2 separate regions of the Sus scrofa genome follow, and region 2 is linked to region 1. Evidence: chromatin contacts called from public HiChIP or PLAC-seq data. All regions are on one chromosome and are shown on one strand. Each heading gives the region's core, a stretch centred on a gene start, on an enhancer-like site or on the middle of the called end of the contact. The rest is flanking DNA. Distances are from core to core; before and after follow the strand shown. Region 1 has its middle 35 kb from the start of FAS. Region 2 has its middle 9.9 kb from the start of LIPA.

Evidence for each region. HiChIP or PLAC-seq counts read pairs in DNA pulled down with a chosen protein or histone mark.
Region 2: a contact with region 1 is called in an H3K27ac HiChIP or PLAC-seq map of alveolar macrophages. The contact joins two enhancer-like sites. A contact is called at or near these places in 1 of 5 promoter capture datasets (liver), 12 of 47 Hi-C or Micro-C datasets (alveolar macrophages, embryonic fibroblasts, fibroblasts and 7 more) and 2 of 2 datasets of contacts at active chromatin or transcription factors (alveolar macrophages and skeletal muscle).

What each region holds. Positions count from the first base shown.
Region 1 is chr14:100,959,222-100,966,120 of Sscrofa11.1, forward strand. No RefSeq gene overlaps it. Among named protein-coding and RNA genes, the nearest start is that of FAS, 35 kb to the left of the region's middle. Within about 2 kb of position 4,365, at least 6 of the 83 cell types and tissues checked have an H3K27ac peak or open chromatin away from gene starts, as enhancers often do. A contact at or near this core is called in alveolar macrophages, where this site is marked.
Region 2 is chr14:101,168,597-101,175,483 of Sscrofa11.1, forward strand. It overlaps a transcript of LIPA not described here. Among named protein-coding and RNA genes, the nearest start is that of LIPA, 9.9 kb to the left of the region's middle. Within about 2 kb of position 3,300, at least 8 of the 83 cell types and tissues checked have an H3K27ac peak or open chromatin away from gene starts, as enhancers often do. A contact at or near this core is called in alveolar macrophages, where this site is marked.

The DNA.
Region 1 (6,899 bases), core at 3,115-5,614:
GTCCCTAACATTTCTAATTGCTTTTTTTCACATTTTCACATGTCCCTGTTTCATTTCCGCTTGTTTTTCATTGGCAGTTTATTATAATTTAATACATTTTATTCCGCCACTTATCTCTTTAAGGATCTTAGAGTTATTTTAAAGTTCTTTTTAGAATTGCTTTGTTACTTTAACTGCAGTGATTTCCTGATGATTTTGTAGTATGCTTTTTTTCACGTGATTTTCTTCTTGTATTTTTGAGCTTTGTAGGTTCATCTTGAATGTAGTTTTTTGTTTGTTTGTTTGTTTGTTTGTTTTTTCCCTACTTTTCTGCACTCACCACGGTCCAGTAGTTTTGTGGCTTCTATTCCCAGGGCTTCCAGAGTCCCCAGTTCTGAGCTAGGATTTATGGAGGCATTTTGTGACTCTCACCCCACAGTGACATTGGTGCCGTCACATTTTCAATCTCACATTTAGGGGCAACTTGGCTCAACTTCCTGTCATAAGGTTGGGTCTGGATCTTGCTAGAGAGCCCTACAGTTTCACATAGCTATAGTTCCAGGTAGTGTTTGGCGGTAGCTCTGTTTTAGCTGTCTTCCACAAGCCAGAAAACTCTGCCTCTGTCTCCAGTTTTAAAAAGGGAGCCTTGTTCCTGTCCTTTGCCTCAGGTGGGCACATTTGTTTTTGACTTAACCCAGGAGCAAACTCCGCTTTCCTTCCAGGCGTTGACTGCACAAGGCTTGGCTTGGGTCCAGGTCACTAATTATCTTACAGTTGTTTTCCACTCTTCTCCCCAGGATTTCTTATTCTTTAGCCTGACTAAGCCTTGTAGTTTTCCTTTCAAAACGTGTTGCTATTTGCTCAGATTGAGAGGGAGTGGCCCTCAGGCTATATTAACCCTAAACCTCCAATTTTGTCATAAAATGATCAGAAACAATGTTTTGTTTTGTTTTACATTTTTAAGTTACAAGTAACACTCCTTGTTTTTAGTTACATAGAGCCCTTGCAGAAATCAAGAGAGAAGAACAGACTGGGGGTTTCCCATCGGAAAGTTTTATGATACTAGTGGATCTAGAGTCCTACTGATCTGGGATAAATATTTATTTTCTCCATAATAGCAGAGACAGATGTTTTCATCTCTTTGAGCCATAGTTTCCCCATCCATAAAATGGGGAAACTGGTTCAATATTTTCAGGTTTTAGGAGGATTAAATAAAATGCATATGCAGTATATGCCATGGTGCCTTGACGGATAGTAGCAGGAAAAAAACCCAGAAACTCAGATGCTTAAGCAAAATGTAAATTGATGGGCTTATTTTCGTCTGGACCTTCAGAAGGGTAAATTTAAGGATTAACCAAATCCATTGCCTCCAGCCATGATTTCTAATGATTCTCTTGGATTTACCCTCCTCACATAGACCTGCTTGTCAGACGGGTACTGACAAGCTGCTAGGACCTGACTGCCTACAACATCCAGAAAAGACTACAGTCATGTAGGGGCATAGGATATGCAGGTTGGCTAATCCATGAGCCTCATTCTTTGAGCCTGGGGTAAGATCATGTTCCCCTGAGTTTCTAAACATGTAGTGGGGAGAAGAACCCTTGTCAAGAAGGATCCTTGTGGAGATCCCATCGTGGCTCAGTGGTTAACGAATCCGACTAGGAACCATGAGGTTGCAGGTTCGATCCCTGGCCTTGCTCAGTGGGTTAAGGATCCGGCGTTGCTGTGGCTCTGGCGTAGGCTGGCAGCTACAGCTCCAATTCGACCCCTAGCCTGGGAACCTCCGTATGCCATGGGAGCGGCCCAAGAAAATGGCAAAAAGACAAGAAAAAGAAAAAAAAAAAGGCTTCTGGGTTCTGGGTAGGAGTGCTAGGATGTTTTGGGTACCCACTCAAAACAACAAGAGGAAAACGTGGTACCTTATAGGACAGGCAGTCCAAAGTCACAGCTCCATGGTACAGCAAAGCCTACTTATACCAGTTCACAAGAGTCAATTGCTAAATACTTGGGAATATTGTAAACCAACTGTTAAGTTGTTGGTCACTTGGTATCACTCTGGTGGGAATAATTACTATGCTCTGAGACTACTGACTTTGCATTTTTAAAGAGGAAGTGATCAGTTTACTCTGAAACTAAGTGAATATAAAGAGACTTGCACAGATTTTGCTTAGAAGTCTTACATTTAATTTCTAACCACCAAGTCAAGTATCTGTCTGGAAACACTATCAATAAAGTTAAGGCCAAACCCTAACTTCTTTTCTTCCATAAGAATGTTTGAAGGGAGGGATTACCTTCCAGGTGCCCACCCCTCTCATTGACCCCTCTTCGCCATCTTTCTTCCTTCCCTCCATCCTCTGTATTCCCTTCTCACATTGGTTTCATCAGAAAGATTTTATAACTATGGCAAAAATAGTTTTAAATTTAAAAAATAGAGCAGGGAGTTCCCGTTGTGGCACATCAGAAACAAATCTGACTGGTATCCATCGGAATGTGTGTTCAATCCCTGGCCTCGCTGCTCAATGGGTCAGAGATCCGGTGTTGCCATGAGCTGTGGTGTAGGTTGCAGACATTGCTTGGATCCCTCATTGGTGTGGCTGTAGCTCTGATTCAATTCCTAGCCTGGGAACTTTCATATGCCTCAAGTGTGGCCCTAAAAAGCCAAAACAAGCAAAAAAAAAAAAAAAAAAACACCAAGGATCTAGAGATCCACGGTATTCTGGCCCCAAAAAGTATTTCATTAGGGTCCCTTGGATCTACTGGCATTAATGATCTGGTGTCTGCTCTAGATGAGTAAATTAACTTCAGCTAGGAGGAAAAATATCTCAGATACAAAACCAAAGGCCAGAGGTCAAAGGATTAGTCAACTAGTCCTTCAAATGCATCAGTGGAGAATGAGGACAGCTCAATGTACAATCCATCAAGTCAGTACATCAAGGTGCAAATACATCCAGCACCGTTCATCAAGGTCCAAGAGGATATGATCCCTTGTTCCTTAAAGAGGCTATGCTTTGCTTCCAGCTGGCCACAAGGTGGCAGTGTTTCTCCTCTGACTGCCCTGCTTGCATAAAAGACTGTTATCCCTACAGAAACATATTCCAGTCAGTTCATGTTTTAATTCATTTTTTTTTCCAGTAGAGGCACAGCACAGCATGGAGTAGTAGGTTAAGGGTTCTATCTAGAACCAGGTAAATTCAAGTTCAAATAGTAGCTCTGACACAAATTAATTTATGACCTTGAATTTAACATCTCTGGATTTCCGTTTCCTCACCTGTAAAATGAAAGACACATCTCGCCTGTCCTTTATCTAATTGACAGGAATAAGAAGAATATACACCTGCAAGTGTAATAAATTAGAATGTACTATGACACTGGTTCTTAACTATTAATGTGTGTAAGAATCACTTGAGGAAACATTTAAAATGCGTATTTCCCAAGTCCTGCTCCTGGAGATGTTCGGTAAGTAAGTCTGGGAATGTGTGTATCACCAAGCACCCTTGATAACTGTGATGCTGAAGGCACTTGGGCCACAATTTAGGACACTGCATTATGCAAATACATGCTATGGCAGGAAAGAGACTAAGGCACAGAAGTTATCCTTAACTTCCCTTAAAATGGTACGTATTTTCTCTTTTGAATAAAAAGCTTTACAAAGTCTCTTCTATTCCAAGATTAACTAATAAAAGGCAGAATTTTGTGGGTTTTTTCCATCCTTTTATATTCCCAGCAAGTTCTGGGAAGTATGTCTTGGGTGATCATCGGACTGAGGACAGTCTGCAGAGCATCCCTAAAAGTCACAGATAATTTATGCAGATTATTAGGTGATAGGACTTAGCTCAACAGAGTCGCCTTGAACTTTGCCTTTGAACTCCCATGGGCTTCTCTTTGCTTCCAAATAAATGACCCAGTGCCCTCTGGTAATGGCTGACTCATGGGCTTCATTAAGCAGATGAGACAGTTATGCAAGAAGCTTAGCAATGAAATTCCACAGATCTCCTGGAGATTTCTCACACCATGGCTGTCACCAGACTACCAGGATTTTTTGACTAGTACTGGCAGGATTTTCAGTTTCTAAGCAAAAGACTTGGCCCTCTGCTCCTCAGAGGATGCTCTTCCACTGAGCTGTTGCCCTGGCAGAGAGGGTCTGATTGACAAAGTGAGCAGAGAAGGAGAGATACGCCTTCTGGCCTCTGGGGTACCTGGCCAGCCTGGAATAGCCTGGATGTGACAATCCCTGCACCTGGATGTGGGCATTTCTACTCTCATCTTAGGCAACAGGAGACAGGGCTGTTAGCAAACTTTTCAGAAACGGCTGTAGCAATTTGCTTCGCTTGAACTGTGTTCAGACTTCGCACTGCTAGAGAAAGGAAGGTACTTAAATGGAACTACAGACTTTTTACTCTTCCAGCAAACTCTTATTGAACACTTCCTCTTTATGAGTCAGGTGCCATTTTAGGCCCTTCACTAAGAAGTTAATAAAATAGCCAAAGGCTCTACTCTTGGTAGAAGTGAGATTCTAACAGTAGGAGATGCACAATAAATAATCAATGGATTTGATTGCACGTGGGAGGGTCTGCAAAGCTCATTTGTTGAATTGGTAGAACCCGGAAGCAGGAAACAAGGGTGGTCTCTATGCAGCAGTTTCCACACCCACTCCTGCCAAGGCCTTCTTGTGCAGAGCACACTCTGCCCTTAGACATTTTTTTCACTCCCACTTTTCTAGGAATTGACCTATGCCTCACACCTTACTCATCTTTTCACTGAGAAAGGACTTTCTCAAGAACATAGAATTTGGAAAGTCCCCTTCTTCACCCCTCCCTTTTTGTTTTCAATCAAGATGAAGTTCACATAACATTACCCACTTGAAAGTGTTCAGTTCGGTGGCATTTAGTACATTCACAACATTGTGCAACCACCACCTCTATCTAATTCCAAAACATTTTCATTGCTCCCGCAGAAAACCCTCATCCATTAAGAGGTCACTTCTCCCTGTCTTCTCCCTCCAGCCCCTGGAAACCACCAATCTGCTTTGTGTCTCTAAGGGTTTAACTCTTCTGGACATTCCCTATAAACCGAATCACGTAATATGTGGTCCCGTACATCTGGCTTCTTTCATGAAGCTGTATATCTTAGTACTAAAACATGCAAGTGAAGCTGCAGATTTTAATTCCGCACAGCCAGAAAAGGAAATGTAATGCCAGCTAATTCTTATCTGAGAGCAGCAATCAAAGACTTCTCTTTTTCTTTTTCTTTTTTTCTTTTGCTTTTTAGGGCTGCACCCGTGGCATGTGGAAGTTCCCAGGCTAGGGGTCGAATTGGAGCTGCAGCTGGAGTCCTACACCACAGCCACAGCAATGCCAGATCCAAGCCGTGTCTGCAGTCTACACTGCAGCTCATGGAAATGCCAGATCCTTAACCCACTGAGCGGGGCCAGGCGTTGAACCCGCATCCTCATGGGTACTAGTCAGATTCATTACTGCTGAGCCACAGCGGGAACTCCCCAAAGATTTTTCTGATTTTTTTCAGCTTCAGAAGGCGATATATGCAGTGCTTGTCAGACTCCTATTTCCTAGGGCAAGTTTGCTTTGAATAAAGAGCCAGAATACCAATGACAACGGTAATAGTTCTGATAGATCATCTCATAGCCTTACCTCAGTTTCTGCCTTTACTGTCAAGAAGAGCAAGTGTTTCGATAGGGACGGTTACTGAGATGATTTCCTGCAGACAGTGAGGTCAGAGGGTCTCAGATGTGGAGAAGTTTAAGGTAACTTTACTCTTCCATTTAGGAGTAATAACACTGGCCCATGCAAAAACCCTTTTAGATTTTATTTTCATCAATGCATTTTTCTCCCAGACTTTGAGGTAGGTATTATTACACCCATTTTAAGGATGAAGAAACCAAGGCTCCAAGAAGATGAAGCTTTGCACAAATTCATGTATCTTTCGCTGACAACTTAGACTGATTTTTTTGCCCTCTCAAGAGAGTGCTGAAACAGTAAACAGTGTCGCTTGCAAGGAACTCTTAGTCATCCCCTCACCAGAAGCCCAATGAATTTTCACTGACAACCGGCCTGGGTTTGACATAAGTTTTGGAGTTAGGTGAGGGGGAGCCTACCCCCACCTAGAGAAGTCTCTCAGTTGACACTCAGGAAAGATAACCAGATCAGGCTCAGTTCAGCCATGTGCCTCCTATGCCTCTCCTCACTTTTCACAAACTGTGTGTGTGTGTGTGTGTGTGTGTGTGTGTGTGTGTGTGTGTGACTTCTCTATTTTGTTTCAGGTTTACAGAGTGCCATGGTTTGTAATGAGAGCTCTAGTGGCATTCTTTGCTTCCACGTGATTCTTTCTTGATTGCACTTGACAAAATGATTGAGATGGCAGCTAAGGGGATTTAGGAGAACAAATACACACAGACCTTTCCTGTTACATTGCGTAATATTATAGTTTATTAAGGAATATGTACTGAATATTTTTCCAACTGTAATACACTCAGTTGAATGCTAGGGATAGAGCAATGAGTGAGGATAGGCACTGTTCTTACTTCATTCAATTTATCTCCTTCATTGAGTTTATCTCGTGGTGGACATATGTAGTGGGAAACACCTGTCATAGTTAACAAAATGAATTCTTTTCTAATAAGGGCTAGCAAGAAAAAGTACAGGTGTTATGAATTGGTTATAACAGGGAAACCTAATCTAGACTGAGATGGGGGTAGAAGATCAGGGAACGGCTTCTCAATGGAATGATATCAAATTGTGCTTCTTTCCATATCTGTCAATAGACAGAGGTAGAGATATGAACAGATATTCATGAAAAATTTTAAATTATTATCTCCAGGTAGTGAGCACTGGAGTTATTTAGGATTATTCTTTTTCATATACATATTATATATGTATGTGTATATACATATATATTTTATGTAC
Region 2 (6,887 bases), core at 2,050-4,549, 210 kb after region 1:
GATCAAGTAGGTCTGGGGTGAGGCCTGAGACTCTGCACTTCTTTACAAGCACCCAGGAGATATCACTACACTGGTCTGCGGCCCACTCTTTGCATAACAAGATTATAAAGGATGGGATAGTCTGATAAAACACCAGCATGATGGAGATATGAAAAAATCAAGACACACTTGGAAAAGCTGTGATTTAGGCAGGAAAAAAACACATTGAGATTCCACAATTCTCTGCTCATTATGGGGTCTATAGGAGCCTTAGACTATGAGCAGACAGACTAGGAAAGAGAGATCACAACAAGTGCTAGATGGAGAATGGAGGGGCCAAGAGAACAGCTTGTGAACAGAGTCCAAGGCTGGACTGAGGCCACCAAGGAAAGGATCACCAGAGACCCAGTCCCATTGAATTAATGCCTCATTGTCTACATGATGGTTTGCAGCTGTCAGATGGTGTGTTCTAATTTTTGTTTTGAAAGCGCAGTCCAATGATGTGTGTTAAATGAGAGGCTAGCAATTGTATGCTTGCCTATCCAGGAAACAAAGGGTTTGTACCTCCTCAGCACCAATCACATTAAAAAATAAATCTCCCTTTCCTGCTTCTCATCTGACTCTAGCTTGGAGAAGCCAGCAACAGGAATTGGGGTAGGTGGGTAGGGCAGAGTAAGGAAAGGGAGGAAGAGCAGATCACATTCTTCTTCTTGTGGCTGGACTCCATCTCAGGGAGGAAGGGAAGAACTTTGAATAGGGAATTGAGAATTGAGATAGATCAAGAAAAGGATAGTATATTTCCAATAAAGGAAAGTATGGATTCATCTTAACTCTTCTACTTCTTGGTCTCCAGGTAAACATGTGATTGATCTTGTTAGCGGGTTCATAGTTCTTATGCTTCCCCCCACCTATATTTTTCATGTTTTCCTCTCCGTACATTGGTCTAGATATTTTCTACTTGTCTATCTTCTCGGGGTGCCACTTCTGCTCCCAATTGCCCTTGATATCTACTAACTTCCTGCATCTCTGTTTTATCTTACTCTACTTGGACTAACTCACCTTAAAATACTCAATTTTTTATGTTCTATTCTATGGGTGGAGTGTCCCATCTTACACTGGCAAGCCCATCAACAATCCCACTATCCTAAGCCTGACCCACAGAATTTCCGAACAAGATGATGACATCCACATCTTTGAAACTCATGAAAAAAAAAATGGGAAGCAAACATGGAATTAAAAAAAAAAAAAACTTCTGTAATAGGGTAGGGTAACATTTTTGACAGCCAAGAAAGAGGTCCTATAAGAATATCTTACAGAGAAAGGACAGAATTTAGAAAGGATAAAGATGAAGTTGGCAAGGCTCCATTTATGACAGAGTGAAAGGACTCAGCCAATGTGCAACAGAAACTGATATGAACGAGTGGTTGACGGCCATTTCAGTATTAACATCGGATCGATAGCATACAGTGGATTAAACTATTAAACCAGCTTGTTCCTTCAAGATGTTCTTAACGAGTGTGAAGAATGTGTAAGGCTGAGGAGCTTCACTTTCTACATGGTACAAATCCCCATGGATTCTTATGCCCCTCCTCCCCTTCACTGGGAGGCTGCCGGAGTTACTGTGTTAGGTATATCCTGGGCAGGCCTATGGGAACCAATCAGGTACTTCCTCTATCATGTTACAATGCTTCCTTCGTCTGTGAGGGTATCCATTCTGTGAGCTATAACTTAAGAAAATATAAACAAGATATTAGAACAGAGCAAAAGATTGCCTCTGGTCTTGCATTATGCCATGATAATTTTTGTATCCTTGCTACTGTGGAATACTTTTGCTAGACATCTCTCCTTGCTGCAAAGTTTAAATATATATATATATATTTTATATATATAGTATATATATATATATAAACTTTTGTATGTCATCACCATCAATCATGTGGGGCACAAAAGAAGGAGGCAGATGCCTCAAGGGAGTGGAACACTAACCAGGTCACATCTGTGGTGCTTGACCATAGACAAACCTTTTCTGTTGGCTTCTCCTAAATTGCAAGTACTCAAATATCTGTTCTCCTCTGACTTGTAAAATAAGTCAACAGTTAACGAGAAAGGCCTCAACATTAGAGGACTGAGAAAGCAGGGAACAAACTGTGTTATAGCTTTGTTATCTTGAATAGAAGATAAGGAGAGTCTATACAGACATTTTGACTCCAGTCTGTCTGTTTCTATTTTCTTTCTTTCTTTTCTTTTTTTTTTTTCTTTTTTTTTTTTTGCCTTTTTATGGCTGCACCTTTGGCATAGGAAGTTCTGTGGCCAGGGGTCAGTCTAATTGGAGCTGCAGCTGCAGCCTATGCCACAGCCACAACACCACCACCAGACCTGAGCTGCATCTGCAACCTACACCAGCAGCAATGCCAGGTCCTTAATCCACTAAGTGAGGCCAGGGATCAAACGTGCTAAGCCACAACAGGAACTCCTACTTTCTATTTCTCAGTTTCTAAAGAGGTTCTATCTAATTATCCCATAAATCTGTTCCAGGTAAAGAACTATCTGTAAAATGCTCTATGACTCAATGTCCATGTGTGTCACAAGCTCTGTAAACTGCTCTGAGAACTGCAGTGAGAATTACTTTGACATAATCACAAGAGCAAGATTATATCCTGATCACCATGTGAAATGCTTCACAGACATCTCTACAGCTAATCTAATTCTGTCTAAAAAAGGAGAAATAAGGAATGGCGAATAAGGTGCAGGTGGCTATGAACATGAAACTTAAAATATATTAGTTTATAACCACCAACCTTAATCCTACAGATGTATTTTTATATTATCTTCAACTTTCCTGTTCATGTGGTGAGTACTCAAAATGCTCAATGTCAGCTTTTTGAAAAGAGGAATTGCAACTCGTATCAGTCAGGACTCTAATAAGGACACAAGAATTGGAGTGAGATGATTGAGAGAGCTGATTTACAAAGGAACTATTTGACACTTGTTGGGTAGGGGAATCACATGATAGCACAGCTGTTAACCACCCCTAGGCCCAAAGAGATGAGATGGTTACCGGAAAATGGAAGGAAGGAGTCTCATAGAAGTCCTCTTGAAAGGAGCAGTATCCCCTTCAGTAGAGTGACACAGTCTACAGCCTCTCATCAGGGAGAGAACCAGAGAAATAAACCCTCTACCGTCACTGTCTCCCTCCCTCCATGCTCCTTCCCCATGTATAAAACCTAACCAGTAGCTGGAGGGCAGAGGAATCTGCTCATGTAGTCTATTTCATAATCCTCACCCTTCTTAGGGAAGGATGTAACAAGATAAACAATGGATCCAGAAGGGGAAGTTCAAGATAATGTTCACATGATCTTCCTACACTCAGTGTTGGCAGAGGGATGTAGGAGGAAGTCCAAAATTGTGGTTAGGAGGGCAGACTCTAGGGTCACACCACCCAAGTTCAAGCCAGTATCTACAGTTTGCTAGCTGTGAAAATGAGAACTTGGGCAAGATTTTTAACTTTTTTTTTCATTTATTATTTATTATTATTATTTTGCTTTTTAGGGCCACACCTGTGGCATACGGAGGTTCCCAGATTAGGGGTCCAGTCAGAGCTAAAGCTGCCAGCCACAGCCATAGCCACAGCCACAGCAACGCAGGATCCAAGCCGCATCTGCAGCCTACACCACAGCTCATGGCAATGCCGGATCCTTAACCCATTGAGCCAGACCGGGGATCGAACCTGCAACCTCATGGTTCCTAGTCAGATTTGTTTCTGCTGTTCCACGATGGGAACTCCCAACATTTTTACCTTATTTATGCCTCAGTTTTCTCATCTGTAAAATAAAATTAGTAGTATCTAAGCCCATTTGAAAGTTTAGACAAGATAATATGTGTAAAGCACTTATAATAGGCCTGGCACATAGTACTCAATAAATGTGTTGGTTTTTTTTTTTTTTAACATTTTTTCCATATAGTAAATTCCTTTCTATAAATTCAATTTATTTTCTTATTATTAATGACTTTATTTATTACATAGATTAAACATAATTTCTGCTTTGGGGTGTATACATCCAGCCCTATTCTCCTCTGTATACATAATTTTACAAAAAAATGGGCTGATATTATATACATTATTTGGTTGTCTACTTTATTCTCACTTAACATTGGAAATCTTTCTATGTCATTCAATATTTAAAAAATAGTTTTTAGTGGGTACATTTATGATTTTGTCATTTGGAGGTACAATACTTTACTAGTAAATCCCTTTTGTTGGATGTTTAGGTTATATCCATTTTTTAAACCAATATCAGTTATATACCTATGGTAATTCCATTAAGATAAAATTATTGAAATAAAAAACTTGTAGATCTAACATAGCTTCTCTTTGAGGATTTTTCTTATTCTAATCAATATTTTATCCTTCTTTCAATATTGTTTAAAGGTGCCAACATATTAGACAAAGAAATCTTTGGTAACGTAAGTGTTAACTTCTCTAGAGACAACCATATAATCCTTTAAGATTGCATGAAAATGTGTACAAATGACACTGAGGTTTCTGAAGCCCAAATATTTGCCTCTTTGGGGAAATCTTAAAGGGACATATTGACAAGATGACAATTCAACTGTAGCTTTGGAAAATATTTTCTTTCCAAATGTTATTATCCATTTGGATAAATGAACATATTTCCTGTTAGATCAAAGAACTCAACACAGGAAAAGTACAAGCATGGATATTCCCTTCACCCCCATCCAACTTCTGAGACTATTCCTAGACCCTAGGTCGCTCTAGGAAAATGTGGTCACCTAGAAAGACCCTTCCCCTCTAGTTTCTAGTACTCCTTATTCCCAACAAGATGAAAGATAACATTCTTCTGAAAGGAAAGCAGAAGGAGGAAACACAAATTGGTTAAACATTTCTTATTAATGTCTTCCTAAGAACTTCACATTCAGTACTTCAATACTCCCTTGCAAATAAGCATAAAATTCTCTAGACAGCTCACTTCTCTATCCAAAAAAGAAGGATGCATGTCTTCCTTAATTCATTTTAGGTGATGCCTGGCACAACTTAGTATTTCACTGAAAGACAGGTAGCAAGTATTATTTGGTAGAGCTAAGAATAAGACAAGAAAGGAGTCACCCGCTTTCATCTGGCCTGAAGAAAAAAGGAAAGTGCTCTTCTATAAGGAGTACTCAGACCGATGCATGACATAGTGCAAAACTTTAACACAATGTAGTTAAACATAAAATTCAAATATTAAACATTCAAGCACATGAAAGTCATCTTCTGACAGTTGAACTGGTCCACTCTGATGCTGATGGTACGATGCTGACTTGGTCGTAGTATCTTGGAGAACAGCTATGTCATCTTCTCCAAATGACCATTCTCCTTTGAGGAACAATAGTTTGTTCAGAACTCTTAGTGGAGATTGAATGAATACTTGACAATGAGCCACCAAGCTATATATGACTTGACTACCCATCACAAATTGGGTGTAGCAAGATCAATCAAACTATAAAGTTGGGTGTGCACAGGAACTGTCCATCAAGAGAAGTGCTGTAGATGAAATTGAGGCCATGTAGGACCTAAAGACTCAAGGAAGTCCCACAAGCAAGATTTCCATGACCCAGATTTTTTCTACTTTGCCTTTTCTCTCTCAGTCCTTACCTATGTCCTCATGGAGGGGGGGGGGGTTCCATGTGACTAGCTGACTGAGAAGAGACAATTTGGACAGGTTTATACATGGTTCTGCATGATATGCTTGATACCTTCCAAAATTAGACAACTGTACTCTAGCTCCATTTAGGGATGGTTATGAAGGACAGTGATTATGCGAAGTTCCCCCGGTGGAACAGCTTTGAATAGCTAACCTATATGTTAATCTTTATAAGAAGGAGAGATGTCCAGAATTAATGGATCTACATTGATTGTGGCTCCTTTAACCTGGCAGCTGAAATTGATGAGTCACTACTTTGGGCTCCTTATTCCAGTAAAGCAACAGACATCAGAATTTGGGTCAATGACTGCCAGCTTTTCTTTTTCTTCACACATCTACACTTCCCTTTCAACTCAAGTCCAACCAGAGAAAGCCAAATATGCTTCTCAAACCAATCACATAAGGTGTCCATCTCTAGTTAGCCCTCCTCCAGCTTCCTGGTACCAAGAGCCTCCAGTCCTTGCACCCCAAGCCTTTCCTTTCCACTGGAAGCTTCCCACCACCCTGCCTGCCTGGGGTCCATGCAAAACTCAAGTGTTGGAGGTGACTCCTCTTGCAAGGTTTGAGTAAACAGCCGTGCGTTCTCACTGGAAGAGACTGTAAATCTGAGGCTTTCCTTGGCAGAGATGGCTGAGTCCCTGAAGCATGTTGGACTCGCTGCTGGGCTTGGAGTCAAGGTGTCACAAGGTTGGCTTGCATTTGGGAAGAACTGGAAAGAAGCTTACAATTTAGGCCAGCCAGGGACCTAGGTGCTAGGAACTCCAAAGCAGGAGTTTCATATGAAGTCATGGGAAGAAATGAACCTATCAACAAGGCTACAGATAATCCATTGTGATTATTTTAATCTCAAAACCCACTTACTCCTTTAAAAATATTAAAGACCCTAGAGAGCACTTTATGCAGGTTATAGCAAGTAACATTTCCTTATTAGAAATTGAAAACTGCTTCAGTGGCCTTTTCTCATTTGGAAAGGTGCAAAGTTTTTTGGCTTCTGGAAACTTCATAAAGTCTACACTTCAAATATTTAACATTCTTTCTTCACAATCTGAATGGTCTCAAGATGATGTCACAACTTAATTAGCATTATGATACTATACAAAATGTTCTGTTGCCTAAGACACAATAAATACTATTAATATCTATTAATATCTATAAAGCTGAGGAGAAGCTAGCAGTCATCAGATTTTGATTTCTTAATCGTAGTTT